Linked DNA regions of Mus musculus: region 1 is linked to region 2. Evidence: chromatin contacts called from public HiChIP or PLAC-seq data. All regions are on one chromosome and are shown on one strand. Each heading gives the region's core, a stretch centred on a gene start, on an enhancer-like site or on the middle of the called end of the contact. The rest is flanking DNA. Distances are from core to core; before and after follow the strand shown.

The links. HiChIP or PLAC-seq counts read pairs in DNA pulled down with a chosen protein or histone mark.
Region 1: a contact with region 2 is called in an H3K27ac HiChIP or PLAC-seq map of oligodendrocyte precursor cells, with 4 times the contacts expected there. The contact joins the enhancer-like site here to the promoter of Atpsckmt in region 2. A contact is called at or near these places in 7 of 39 promoter capture datasets (3T3-L1-derived adipocytes, the C10 cell line, cranial neural crest and 4 more) and 8 of 115 datasets of contacts at active chromatin or transcription factors (embryonic forebrain, embryonic hindbrain, embryonic limb bud and 5 more).

The regions. Positions count from the first base shown.
Region 1 is chr15:32,608,505-32,615,559 of GRCm38.p6, forward strand. It overlaps Sema5a (sema domain, seven thrombospondin repeats (type 1 and type 1-like), transmembrane domain (TM) and short cytoplasmic domain, (semaphorin) 5A), which reads left to right. Exons shown (of 23, transcript NM_009154.2): 12 at 719-926. Among named protein-coding and RNA genes, the nearest start is that of Gm41289, 160 kb to the right of the region's middle. Within about 2 kb of position 2,912, at least 11 of the 459 cell types and tissues checked have an H3K27ac peak or open chromatin away from gene starts, as enhancers often do. A contact at or near this core is called in oligodendrocyte precursor cells, where this site is marked.
Region 2 is chr15:31,597,508-31,605,147 of GRCm38.p6, forward strand. Atpsckmt (ATP synthase C subunit lysine N-methyltransferase) reads left to right here and starts at 4,609. Exons shown (of 5, transcript NM_026546.3): 1 at 4,609-4,642. The coding sequence starts at 4,630. Cct5 (chaperonin containing Tcp1, subunit 5 (epsilon)) reads right to left here and starts at 4,339. Exons shown (of 11, transcript NM_007637.3): 1 at 4,094-4,339; 2 at 493-553; 3 at 1-68. The coding sequence starts at 4,198.

The sequences.
Region 1 (7,055 bases), core at 1,662-4,161, 1.0 Mb after region 2:
ATATGTATATCATGATTGATAGTAGTAGCAAAATTACAGTAATGAAGTAGCAACAAAAATTATTTTATGTTTGGGAGGTAGGGTCACCAGTCACCAAAACACTGTATTAAATGGTAAAAACATTAGGAAAGTTGAAAACCACTGACCTAAAAGGAGCTTGCTCCACATCCCTCATAGCCTATCTGTAGAGTTGCATGGTGCAGAGGTCCTCAGCACAGGCAATATTAAATGCATGAACCTGAGTCCAGGAAGACTTGAATCAGTTCCAACATGTGTCAAGTTCAAAATACCAAAAATGACCTTGTATTTACATTCCAAGTCACTTTGCTTCTTCTGTGAATGGGTAGCAATCACCACGCTGTCATCAGTGATCTGAGATTTGGTTTTTTTTTTTCTCCTGGTATTCTGCAGCTATTTTAATCTTCAGTAAGGTTTAGCGTGCCTCTTGTTCTCAGGCTTGCAACTGCAGAGACAAATGGCAGATCAGGAGTTCTCACCACTGGCTACAGTGAAATATCACTGCAGAGCTTTAAAGGACATCGGGACCTGAATTCTCCATCCAGTGTGGCCCACGCGAGAGGCCTCTGCATTACTGGAAGATGCTCAAATGACTTCATGGGCTGAAGAATTATGGCTGTGTGCTCTGTACACATTCTGCCTAACTGAAGACAGCTGTGCTACCTGTGTGCTCTATTTTCTTCCTGTCTTGTCTTCACAGATTATGGCACCATTAAGAAAGTACGAGCTCCCCTGAGTCAGAGCTCAGGCAGCTGTTTGCTGGAAGAGATTGAGCTTTTCCCAGAGAGGAGGAGTGAGCCCATCAGGAGCCTGCAGATCCTCCACAGCCAGAGTGTCCTATTTGTGGGACTACAGGAGCATGTGGCCAAGATCCCCCTGAAGAGGTGCCACTTCCATCAAACACGCAGGTAAGGAATCCCAAGGGTGAGGGCACCTGTGCCAGCCTTTCAAATCTCTGGCAGTCAAAAGGCTGTAAAACCATACATCTGTGGGCTTATTATATTCTGGGACACAGGGTCTTCATTGAAATGGGTTTTTGTGATGCCACTAACCTCTGGATATCTATGGAGGAACCATGTGGCTAACAATTGTGAGCAGTAATAGGTGTGAAAATGAATTATTCAGTATATGATAACTCTCAGTGGTAGTGCTAGGATCTAGTGCCCCAGGATAAGCTAATATTTTATTTGAATACAGAGAAAGAGAGAGAAAGAGAGAGAGAGAGAGAGAGAGAGAGAGAGAGAGAGAGAATATAAGATAAAGTAGGCTCATGCCCCTAAGAAGAAACATCAATGCTGTCCCAAAACTCCATCATTCCGGATCATCTATAGGATATGTCTTGTTCCTAACACCCTTGCAGTTTATTCCAAAGGTCCCATTGTTATATAATCAATTAGTGAGGGGAAGGAAATCTTGGAGGTACAGGGAAAGCCAAATGTCATAAATGCTTTCCAATTCCCAGCTACAAGCTATCTCTCCAGCCCTACCCTCTTTTTTTCCTAGGGAATGTCCAGTGTTGTCTACAATGTATTTTTAAGTTTAGTTGGGTTGGTTTGGAAGCACTTAGGCCCAGGTGCTTAGGAAATGGAAGAGGACTATGAACACTAGTTGACTAGCTCTGTAATGTTTATAGTGTTGGAAACTGAAAATGAATTCTGGACTCTGACAGAGTTCTGCTCTAGAGGAGCTTGGTAGCTTTGCTTAGAGCAATTCCCCTAAGCAAGACATACCGGAAGGCTTATGTAGAAGTGACATTTTTACTATACTATTTGCAAACCCCTGCAGTGCTCAGGCCATTCTGTTTCTATACAGGGAGCCCGAGGCAGGAAATTCATAGTACACACCTGTCACTGATCATTTTGACCATGGCTCCAATGTACTTCATCCTCACTGTCTCAGCTCACACATGTGACTTGCTCTAGAATCAAATGGGATGATGTATACATTATAAAGTCGAAAGGTCTCTGCATGTTCTTAATGTAGATGGTTTTTTTTCTTTTCTTTCTTTTTCTTTTCTTTTCTTTTCTTTTCTTTCTTTCTTTCTTTCTTCCTTTCTTTCTTTTTTAAATGTGTAACCATTGTTATACATTATGTGTAAACATGGTTATACAATGTTTCCTGCAGGATGGTACTGTGAAATGAAATCTGTATAACATTTCTCTGATATCAAAAAGAGCTGAAGAACAGTACAGGGATAGTTTTATGAGTTGTAGTGTGAATGTTGTTAGTACACAGTGACAGTTATTAGTGATCCTCTTTTATATGTCTTTGATTTCTAACTTTAACCAAAGACTGTTTGAAACTTGTTCTGCGCATGTTTGTGCAAGCCCAGTTTGAGGCAGATGTAACTCCCTTCTGAGTGTTGATCATTCACTGTATAACAGGGATGGTTGGGGTGTAGCCAAGAGACATCTGCTAGCCAAGCATAGCTGGAAGGAAACCAGTTTCCCAAGTTACTCTGTTAGATCCAAATTCTCCTAGGACTTGCTGGGGTCAAGACAGGGTCACAGGCGGGACAACATGGGTCTGTGCCATGTGTGGCATTGCTTGCATTCATTGACTAGGAGTGTAGTTGCAAAGCATGAGATAACTCATTATTTTCACTGTGCTTTCATTCAGTGAGTTCAGGTCACCTCAGCTTCTTCAGCTCAGGAAACTAAACCACCTAAATCATGGGTAGGAGTACCAACAGAGGTATGGTGCCCGCTGTCTGTCACGCTATCGTCCATCAACTATCTGGAATCCACAGTGGCTGGAGCCACCAGGTGCAGATGCAATAAGAGAATGGTTCTTGTTTAAGTGCATCCTCAGCCTCCATGGTAGAAGAGACGCTCATGTGGCTGAATCTCCCCTCTGTTTATTTTTCACCTGCTCACAGCTAAACGACAAGCGAGCACAGCTCCACTGTGAGCCCATACACTGGGCTTCTGTGTGCCACAGTTGGTATGCTTGTGTTTGGCTCTTAGTATTCCCTCTGAGAAGGAAATTCTAAACACTATGAACCAAGCATCTCTCTGTGTGTCTTCCAATGTGCTTTTCCAAGTGTCCTCTTCCTATGGAAGGACGAGAAAGCATCCCCAGTTAGAACTCACAAGAAGACTCTATCTGGTAAACACAGCATGCTTGGATTTTTTAAATTATTTATGGAAAATATAGTACTTTGTTTTTTAGAGAAACAATTTTAATTCTCCATAAATATGCTTAGTGAAGCACATTGATTAAGAATGAGCTAATAATAGGATTATGTAAAAAAAAATTTTTTTGCCAAATACATTCTTTAGTAAACTATCAATAATTTGGTTGTACTCTTAGGAACTCTATTTCATAAATGGAACTTTGCAATATTTAAAAAGAGAAAGTGATCTTATGCAAATAATGTGCTTCAAATGTAAATATGATACTTTTGAAGGAGAAAATTGTCTCATGAGAATCTTTATATTTTTCATTTTGTTGGTTATCTGTTTTTCAAAGACTATTTATGTAATTTCACAGTAGTTTTTACATTTCTGCCACATTTTCCTTTATTATTGAGTCAAGTCTGAAACTCTCATTGTTCACATGAAGGTAGGAAGTCCAGATGTCAGTTTAGTGTCCTACTCAAGGTCACATACCTCCTTCAGTGACTCACTCAGACCAGGGCCAGCCTGTCTGCCCCCACATCCATGCTATATTGATGGTTCCCTCTATGCAGAGAAGTTGCCACAGATAGGGTCTGATCTTGTGAGCCACTGAGTTCACTTTCTACTACAATTGTTTTTCAAGATATACTGTCTAGGTCAGAGGTTCTCAACCTATGGGTCGCAACACCCCAAGAGACTATTGAAAAACAAAGATATTTATGTTATGAATCATAACAGTAGAAAATTGTAGTTATAAAGTAGTGAGGAAATAATTTTATACCTGTGGATCACTACAACTATTAAAGATCGCAACACTTGGGGAGATGAAGAACTGCTGCTCTAGGACCAAGAACACCAGATGTTTTAGCTATGCTGTCTTCTATCAGCTTCCTCATCTTTGCCCTTGCCCTGTGGTAGATGAAACCAGCATAGAACAGGCTCCCAAAGCATCCCAAACTGAGTATCTATCCCAGTTGTTCTCAGGGTGACCATACATCCTTGGGGGAGGCTGCTGCCAGTCCACTGTTCATCTTCACTGTAGCTCAGAAAACAGCCTGCTGGCACGAGCACTTATCTAGAAGTTATTTTAGAAGAAAAATATCTTAAAGTTATACTTTAGTCAGGTTTTATCACAAACCTGACTTATTTTAATGTGAACATGGTTCGATGCTGCCATTTAATAAATCTTATAGATAATCACTCAAATGATGAAGCCAAACCGAGGTTCTTGGAGTGGCAGTCATCTCTGGGAATATCATTTCTATGTGATGACTGAGCACACATATTTATCTCTTTCCTAACATGAGCTGATATTTTCAAGGTTCTGAGGTACCAAGGATCTAACATCCCAGCTGTAGGTCAGTGTTTGACAATACCTCATGAGTGCCACCTCTTGGGCCCTTTGCTCTTGGTGTCCACTCCCAGTGTTCATCTGTAGCCTTGGAAGAAAGAAAAGTTCTAGATGACAGAGCACAGGGTGGACCTGACACAACAGCTACTAACTAATCTCTTTCTGGCTTATCCATCAATATGAAATCATAACCTGGTACTTAGGGTGTTGATAGACTCTGACACTGGACTTGGAGAGTTCCCATTTCACTGAGTCAGGAGGCAGAGGTGACCACAGGACTCAGGCTTTCCTAGCCATATCTAGAAGTCAGGCTATTCTGCCTTCCCGCCTCTGGAAGTCTTGCAAGTCCTAAGATAGTTAAATCTCTCCAACTCTCACCAAGTGAAAGTGTGGAAGATTAGTGGGAGGGCCGTGGACACACGTTTTTAAAGTCATTTTAAGAAGTATATATTCACCATCTAGATCCTCAGCTCAGGAAATGTTCCTTGGACAAGGAAGGAAAATACCCCCAAGTATAAAATTTCTGTTACAAAGAATGAGCTTTTCCCTGATGTGTGGTCATCATGACAAGCCAAGGCTATGGGCTGAGCAGAGCTTGACAGTAAATAGACATGTCAAATATATGAGCTGCTTTTGGATTCAGAGAGTTTAGACAACCAATCGAGACAAGAAAAAAATCATCTCTTAGACACAGTACTCCACAGAAAGACACCAAAGAGTAGAGTCTGGGACTGATGCCATGAAATAGCCAAGGCACCTGCTCAGGTAGAGGTCTTCCCTTAGATGCTGGACCATTAGAGAACTTGCAACGGTCTCTTAAGCGATGGAGTACAACTTCATGAGGTCAGCCCTAGAATTCTCAGAGGAGGGAGGTAGAAAGGGAATGACTTTATCGCATTCCCGCTGTTCCAGGATCCGAATATTTTGCAGCATTCTGCTGAAGCTTATGTAGTCCATCTGTTGCTACCGAGCCATATCATATGGCTTGGCTTCATGGACTTAAGAACAGTTGTCATGGTGCTGGAGTGAAAACATCCCTGTGTTTGTTCTGTTTAGGTAAAACTCAGCAGGGTACATGTAGTCTATGGACTTTCATCCACTAATTCTTGAGTTAAAGCAGTATGTCTTTTGCCTGGATGTACTTCTATCACATATGTTAATACAGAAACAAATTATTAAACTTTGTAAAATGATTAAATTGCAAAGATGTATTACAAAACCTAATATTTTCTGAATTTTGTAGAATTTCATTACTTTGGAAACTATTGTGTATTCTCTCTTTATTTTTTTACACTCTTTACCTATGTAACATCAGATTAGCGCCCCAGGTCATAGAGCTTGCATTGTGTATATGAGAGATCCACTTGAATCTCAGAGAGCATGTGTAAACAGCAATGATTATAGCCTTAGAGCAGAAACTAAGAATAGCACAGGTTCTATCCTGCTGCATCATCTTTAGCACCAAGGCCTGGCTTGACCTCTGCTTTCAGGTTCCTTTGGTTTCCAGCACCATGTACACCTCCAAAGAGGCTCAGTATATATTTGATGAATTGCCATGTGGGCCCTGTTCTGAATTCCCTGCTGTCTTCTCATAGCCTAGTGGAGGGTGGCAAACATATAGAGAACTAGAAAGGTAAGGTGATATAAGTAGTAAAAAGAGTAGAAGTCTGTGATTCTTTGGTACTTCTGTTGTGTGATATAGTTGAGATTAGAAGGAAAGCCAGCCCAGAAACAGATACAGCCATAGGTGAATCAGGAAATGCCTCTAGAATTGTGTTTCACAAAACTGGAAGGAAAGATGGAACCATTAAGAAAAAAATCTTGGACTTCACTGGGCAGAGCTAGTGTCTGACCCACTCTTAGTTCAATCACTGTAATGGTATCATTAAGGTAAAGGAACTAATACCTCATTAAGAAAATTAGTATGGAAATTAAGTACTGTAGGACATCAGTTGCTTTAAAGGGCAAAGTTTTCAAAGGTAGACATAAATAGGTTGACACCATTATTAATTAAGTGTTCTACAGACACCATCTGCCCAATTGCAAAGTTTACCAAATGCTGAGAAAATAGCATCACCCTCCATGTTCCCAGTGAGACACCTTCAGTCAACTAGTTGCTCTCATGCAAGCATCCAGGAGGAGCTTTTGGTGAACATTAACTTTACAAAGTAAATATTCCCCTTCCACAATTAGTTTATTGATTTCCAAAACTCAATGTCCTGAAACTTTAACCACAGTGGCATTCATTGGCTTAGCTGGCAAGTCTATGGCTTTCCTTCGTCAGTTCATTCGCAATGTATTTATAATGCTTAATACATTCTAAACACGAAGCCAGTTCCTGAGTGTATGATGACAAATGATGCATCCCTGACCCTGCCTGTGTGGGGCTCAGAGACTAATGAGAAATTCTGCCATAAATAAAATTATCTGAATATCTAATGTAGAATTGAGTCAAAGGTTCCTGGGGTTGTATTACATTTTATCCCACAATGGATTTATCATTATACCTGATTCTATACCATGCTAGGAACCAATCCCTTCACCTAATGTCCAATTATTTCTTAAGC
Region 2 (7,640 bases), core at 3,359-5,858:
TAGAATGGTGGCACCATCGTTTGTTATAGTCACATCGCCATCCTTATCAACCATCATCTTGTCCAGCCCTAAAAGACAAGAGTGCAGAAGGAAGTTGAGCAAAATAAAGTGTACCAGTACTGGGAACTATAGGGGGTCGGACCATCTCACTAGTTCCTACCACAAAACTCACTAGCAACAAATAATCCAGTACACATGAAATAAATACCCACCAGCTAACCCAACTCCACATGGGAAACAATCTAAGCGTCTCAACCAGAGAAATGTGATCAACCATCACACACAGAGTGCCATTAAAAACAGTACTAGTTCCAGATGTACAGGCTCACTCTGGAACGTACTAATGAAGTGAGGAAAAGCCTCTAATCAAAATTGTGAGCACACGGTATCAGAAGAGCCTGACACTCAACATCTTGGCCATACCATCCACTGCATTTCTAAAGAGGCACGGTATCTTCAAACTTTTATTAAAACTATCAATGGTTCTCTCACCGTTTGGTCCCAGTGACGTCCGCATTGTGTTTGCTACAGCTTTGGCAGCCATGATGTGAGACTAAATGGAACAGAAAAGCAAAGACCCAGTTACATGTCATCCCAACAGTCAAATGCACTTACGTTTGTATTTGCAGGGGAAAAAAAAAGATTTAGGATGTAACTCCTAAAATCTAGAAATGTCTACATCAACAGAGAGGGCTGACTAGAGCAGTAACATTCACAACTACAAGCTTCAGTGTCAAGTGAATTTCGTCTCTTACAGGAAGGAGGTATGCTGCCACCATTTTGAACTCTGAAAACACAAAATCCAACCATAAACACTTAACACCTTCAGTTTACCAAGGTTTACTGTAGAGAAATATCGTACCACATCAACCCACATGGAAGTCACCCTTGTTGACGTTCTTAGCAAACATTATTTTCAAAAGGAAAGTTTTGAAAGATGGTTAAGAATCTAGTAACAGTAACCCTATCAGGCATGGAACCCGGAGACTGCTCTCTTTTTAAAAGTGTTCTTGTCAGAAATCCTAGTAACAATGACAGACCAAAACTAGCTGTGAAGCTACCAGAGTAAGGGCTGGAACTACAGCTCACTGATAGAGTGATTGCCTAGTATGCACAGGAGACCGGTCAATGGTCAAGAACATTTGTGGTTCTGGAAGATACAGGTTCAGTTTCCAGCACCCACACGAAGCTTTCAAAATTGGCCTATACTCCAGTTCCAGAGGATCTAATGCCCTCTTTTGGCCTCCAACGGCACCACAATGCACACACGCACACGAAATCTAAGAAACCCCTTCCAAACAAAAAAGAACACACACACATCTCATTATTATGCAAACATGACTTCATGTTTAGTATATAGCAAAGGTTTATATATGACAAATGTTGTTTGGAAGTAATGTTCTTTATGATTTATTCTCAGTAAAGGTTTGATATGTTTACCTATTTTTATTTCCACCTAGACCTCGTGTCATATAAAAATCATAGGAGGAAAGTGTGACCACCCATCAGCATTATGGTCATGTGATCCTCCCATGGCAAGCATATGGTCTCAACACTTTTACCACTGTCTTTAGCTTTTTTGTCATTTTGGCTCCCTCACTCCCAGAAGCTCTATGAGATTGGGGCCCTGAAACAGAAGAACCTCGATATTCAGAGGGGCTGATCCAGAGCACGTGACACTTAACAAGACTCATGCTACTTACTATCCCAGTAGGCCTGCAACCTCAGCCCCACTTTGGGAATGTAACTCCCAGCTCCACAGCACACTGCTCAGGCTCATTAGCTTTCATGATATTCCTGTGAACCTTCCCACAGACTTACTACTAAGACAGTAAAGGTCGGTCCAGGCCTGACAGGACCCTCCCTGCTCCTATACATGCCTGGCTCATTTCCTTCAACGCATGCTCTTCTGCCATCACCATCTAACTCAGGTCAAAACCATCCTGAAGAATTCCAAAACCACATGCTCTCCATTTCTTGGTCGCTATGCTAATTTCCTCATTTTCTAGTGACTCTAATGATTCTAAAGGTTCAAAGCCACTCTAGGGTCTTAATACCAAATCAACAGCCTTTTCTTCAGAGCACTCCAGGCTTTCCCTGGGTCACCATGTTCTCTGATGGTTTCTCCAACTCATCTTCTGAACCCCAAGATGCAGATAGATAAACTTCTGCAAGCACAGAAATACTGGGCATTTTCAGAGCTGTGCAAGTACACGTTCATTAACTTCTCTTGTCACCAAGACAGGTGACAAAGCAAGTACATTTGGTCTTTGCAAACTCTGGTGCTCTTAAAATGTAACCTGAAAGTATGTATTGGTAACATAGTTTCTCAAGAGACATCACAGGGAAATGTCTCTTGGGGTGCCCAAAGATACTGGACACCAGGACTTATTTTTGGTTGGCTAAACTGGTATGTACTAGCAGAGGCCAAAGAACCAGCCCAACACTATACACAAGACAGGCCTCCAACCACAGATGCTCTGGTCTAACGCCAAGGGGAACCTCACGGCTCTGGACCTAGCTTTGACTCAGGTGGAAGTGGAATAAGTCATGACCCTTCTCTACTCGGCAATTTCTCTATGACTCTGTCCCTAAAGAATCTAATTCTGTAAGCAGGACCCATCCTGAGTGAGGACCACATGCAATAGTCCATCTGGTTAACACAAACGGCTGGCACAACAGGACTGTTAACATGAGTTATACTGGTCAATTTTCTGTCTGTTGGAATTTTGTTATTGGCACGTCCCCAGAAACAGGAAAAAAAAAGGGGGTTGAAGTTGTCTTAGTCAGGGTTTCTATACCTGCACAAAACATCATGACAAAGACACAAATTGGGGAGGAAAGAATTTATTCAGAATACACTTTCCACATTGCTGTTAATCACCAAAGGAAGTCAGGACTGGAACTCAAGCAAGTCAGGAAGCAGGAGCTGATGCAGAGGCCATGGAGGGATGTTACTTATTGGCTTGCTTCCCCTGGCTTGCTCAGCCTGCTCTCTTATAGAATCAAGACTACCAGCCCAGAGATGGCACCACCCACAAGGGGTCTTTCCCCCTTGATCACTAATTGAGAAAATGCCCCACAGCTGGATTTCGTGGAGGTACTTCCCCAACTGAAGCTCCTTTCTCTGTGATAATTCCATCCTGTGTCAAGTTGACAGAAAACCAGCCAGTACACAAGTCGACACAAAACTAGCCAGTACACAAGTCAACACACAACGCGCACAAGCTGAAGGCAAAGAGAACCAAGCATCTACCAGGCCTCAGTTGCTATGTCCACTTCTGCAGCCACTCCAAAACACCTGTCAGAAATTCGGTTTGATAGAGAACTCACCGAGGGATTTCCCTAACACCAGGTCAACCAGGGCACCTCAAACCTGGAGGCACGACTGGCACAATACAACCTAAAATGGGGCTCCCTCCTTCCTCTGAGCTTTTTGTGGCAACACCAGTGACTGTCACTCCTTTCTCCTCTGGGGGCCTAGCACCGGCTCTTGGGTAGCCTTTCTTATTCCTCTCCTTCTGTGAGACATGCCTTCCGACTCAACACTTCGGCTCTGCCTTCCCTCAGGGTAACTTCTTTGTTTCCCTTTAGGAAACTATCCTCAATTGCGGCCAACTGTGCTCCACTGAAACTCTCTCCTTCCACTCCAAAAGTCACCACCATGCGTTTTCTGGCCCAAGGGACTTTACGGTCCCTTTCCTACAAGCAGCCATTCGGTCTGTCCTGTGCACGTTTCTCACTAGTTTTCTCCCTTTCGGGACAGCCCCGCTTCTAAGGGACAAGCGACTTACAGATGTTACAGATGCACCGGCGCAGGCCTGCTCGCCCGCCCGGTGAGCTGGGGATGCGACCCCACCCAGCTCTGAAGCGGCGGATCGCTCTCCCTACCCCACCGTGGGACGAAGGCCTCTACGCCCTCTCCCGCAGCCAGAGCGGGGATGTGACCCTAGAGCCCAAAGGGGCTCCCCGGCACCGGAGATTCTCGAGCTTTCGGGCCAGCACATGGCCGAGCTGCTCTCTCGCCAGCGCAGGCGCACAAGCGCTCCGGCCCACTCCCTTCATCCCGCGGCTTCGCGTTCCGGGCCGTTACCTTGAGGGCCTCAAGCCCCATGAGACGGGACTTGCGATCTTGGTCCTTGATAATGAGAAAGGGGCGCCCATACTCATCGAAGGCGAGGGTCCCCACGGACGCCATGGTGGACGAACTAGAACGAGCGCTCCTCCAGTAACCAGCGGGGACCACTCGGGAAGAGAGACACACCGCACCTCCCTCTCGCGAGAGGACGCAGAATCCCGCGCATGCGCAGTGCAGACCCCGCGACTTACTTTTCAACAGTGACTTTTTTTACGCCGCAGAGTAGCTTCTGGAATCGGCCGCTGTTGGGAACGTCCGTTTTCCACGAACCGAGGGGGGGGGTGTTCGAAACTTAGAAGGCGACGTCTAGCACACAAATGCTAATACTAGACATAATGTAGTCACTGATTCAAGGATTTAAGTTTTCAAAGTTTTTGAATCCAGAGTTGCAGCGGGGAGCTTATTTCCTTAAGATATTTTTCTTTTCTTTGATTGCCGCCCGGGCTCTAAGACGTTGGTAGATTCCACTTCCGGTCTCCCCGGAACGCGCGATGGAGCGAGTAGGTGAGGTTTGACCGGCCTGGCGGCGGGCGATATAGTTGTCTGTGGCGCGGGCGCTTGTGGGGATCGGGCGCGCGTGGCTGCGGTGCTCTCCGTCCCGCGCCGGTCGTGGCTACCACAGTGCTTGCTGGGGGCTGCTGTCCGCACCTCCGTGCACAAGACTCACTGCTCAGCCCGATCCTAGGTCGGCTGGAATCCACCCTGCGGTGGACGAGCTGCTGCTTGGAAGCTATTGAGCCTGTAGCTTTGTTTTCTTGTCTGCAAAGATAATAATAATAATAATAATAATAACAATAATAACAGCAATAACAACAACAATAATGACAAAATAATAGCAACAAAAACAATAATAATAATAATAATGATAATGCCTACTTCACAAGGTTGCTGGACGTGCCTGGTCGTCAGCACATAGTATTTGTCCTTAACTTCCCAGGTTACACAGATCCTGGGCCTTCCCCGCGCGTGTACTGTAGGTGGAGACAAAGTAGCACCGGCTGGTGCTCAGAGTCTCTTGTTCTCAGCGTTTTGCTGTTAGAAAGATACCCCGTAAGGGTAACTGCACGGTACGTCTGCCAGAAATCACGATTCATTTTATAAGCTCGGATTTATTTGTGACGAGTTTCCAGTCTCTCCACTCGTACCCCACAGAACAGAAACTGTCCCTGCCGTATTGTCTGTTTTTATTAGGTACTCAAAATTAGAGTGCATATAACCTGTATGACAGTAGGCTAGCTTTCAGGTCTGTGCTGTTACATGACACAGATTGACATTATGTCAGGACAAGGTTTTTAAAGTTAACACAAACAAGGTTTCATTGTGACATTTTCATTCATATATATATATGTAATTGTACCTTGCCATTGACCTATAAGCTGTCCTCATTATCCTCTCTCCTCCTGGTCTTCCCTCTCAACACAGCACACACACTTGTATACAACAAGATTCTGCATCTGAGCGAAAACATGATGGTTCTGAGTCATTAGTTTACAGTTGAATAAAGCTCTGTGTGTATGTACACCACACTGTATCCATTCCACTGTTGGTGGACATCAAGCTAGGTTCAAGAAAGACTTCAAGGATGGCACGGCAAGTAAAGGCGCTTGTTGCCAAGCCTGACCGCTTGTGCTAGGTCTCGGTCCCACGTGGTGCAGGAGCGAGCAGATTCCCACGTGGGTCACAGACCGCCTTCCAGTCAGGCGGCTGCTCCGCTCCCACTCTTCTTGCTTGCACGGGCCCAGTGGTTCGATGCTTTTGCCCTCAGTTCAGATTCCTAGTTTCCTTTCCCCTGTATTCCTTCAGATGCTCATACATAGGCTGACACGTCTTTGCCTCAGTTGGTTTCTACAACTCAAAGGCCAGCTGGGAGACCCTGGAGACCGGGGCGTCATTATTGTCTACCTTCTGGCTTTGTGCATGTGTCTACAGGTGAGGCAGACCTTGGGCCATCTGATTTGTGTTTAACTGTCGTAGCCCAAATTGATACAGTATGATCTGTCTATGACAGAAAGAATTCTTTCTTTTTTTAAAAAAGGGATTTATTTATTATTATACATAAGTACACTGTAGCTGACTTTGGATGCACCAGAAGAGGGTGTCAGATCTGATTACTGGTGGTTGTGAGCCACCATGTGGTTGCTGGAATTTGAACTCGGGATCTTTGGAAGAGCAGTCAGTGCTCTTACCGGCTGAGCCATCTCGCCAGCCCCCCAGAAAAAATTCTTATTTAAATAATAATACTTAGGTTCATCTGTAAGGTACTGGTTAGGAGCAACATGGATGAATCCAGAGGATATCATTTTAAGTGTAGTAAGATGGTGAGAGACCACATACTGTATGTGTGTGCATATTTATGTGTATATTTGCATGGTCCTGTGTGTGTGCAGGAGTTCCATATGTGTACTCATGTAGGCCACAGTTTGATGTAGGTATTTCTGTTGTAGTCCACTTAATTTTTTTGGGATGGTCACTCACCGACCTTGCCTGTTTTTGCGAGGCTGGCTTGACAGCCAGCTTCTGGGATTTGTCATCACCTTCCAGTGCTGTGGTTGCGCCTGTCTTTTCCATGGGTGCTGGGAATCTGAACAGCAAGCACTCTGCCCACTGAGCTCTCCCTGGCCTTTGCAAGCTAGTTGATATAAGTCACCTTTGAAGACAATTAGTGTAAGTCCGAAGTTGAGGAAGTAGAGACTAAACGTAGTGGTACTTAGGGTGGGTGGCAGAGGGTGGATGGGGAGAAGACAGCTGAAGGATAGAGGAGTTCTTGGGCAGTAAAAATCTTCTATAATTGACTGATGAGGCTCACACACACTTATACTAAAACCCGTTGAACTGTACACATTAAATGGACAAATTGTATTTGTATTAATTCTGTCCTAGTAAAGCCTAAAAACACTGGGTTTCCAAGCTGACGCTTTCTTTGATCAGACTATTAAAATGTGGAGTTTTATGATTAAAACTTGCAATAATGGATACTAAGATAACACATTAATTACGAGAGTCCTAGACACACTAAGTCAGTACATTGGAAAGATTTTAATCTTTCTTTAGTATTGAAGAACTTTCCCAAATCACTTTAATTTTGCCAGTGGGATTTAGAAGTCATTGTAGAATTTTATACAGCATTCAGTGAACTTGTCCTTTAGAAGGGATTAGTGGGGCTGGAGAGGTTGCTCAGGGGTTAAGAATACTTGCTGCTCTTACAGAGGACTCAAGGTTGGTTCCCATTAACAATGTCAGGCAGCCACAGTCACCTGAGACTCCAACTCCAGAGAATCTGATACCCTGTTCTGGCCTCTGTGGGGACACACACACACACACAAAACACACTCTCACACACCCTCCACACTCTCATACATACACTTGAACACTCTCACACACTCACACACTCTCTCACACACACACACGTGCGTGCATGCACACACATGTACACACACTAACACTCATACACACACTCGAACACATACACACACACATACACTCTCTCTCTCTCTCTCTCTCT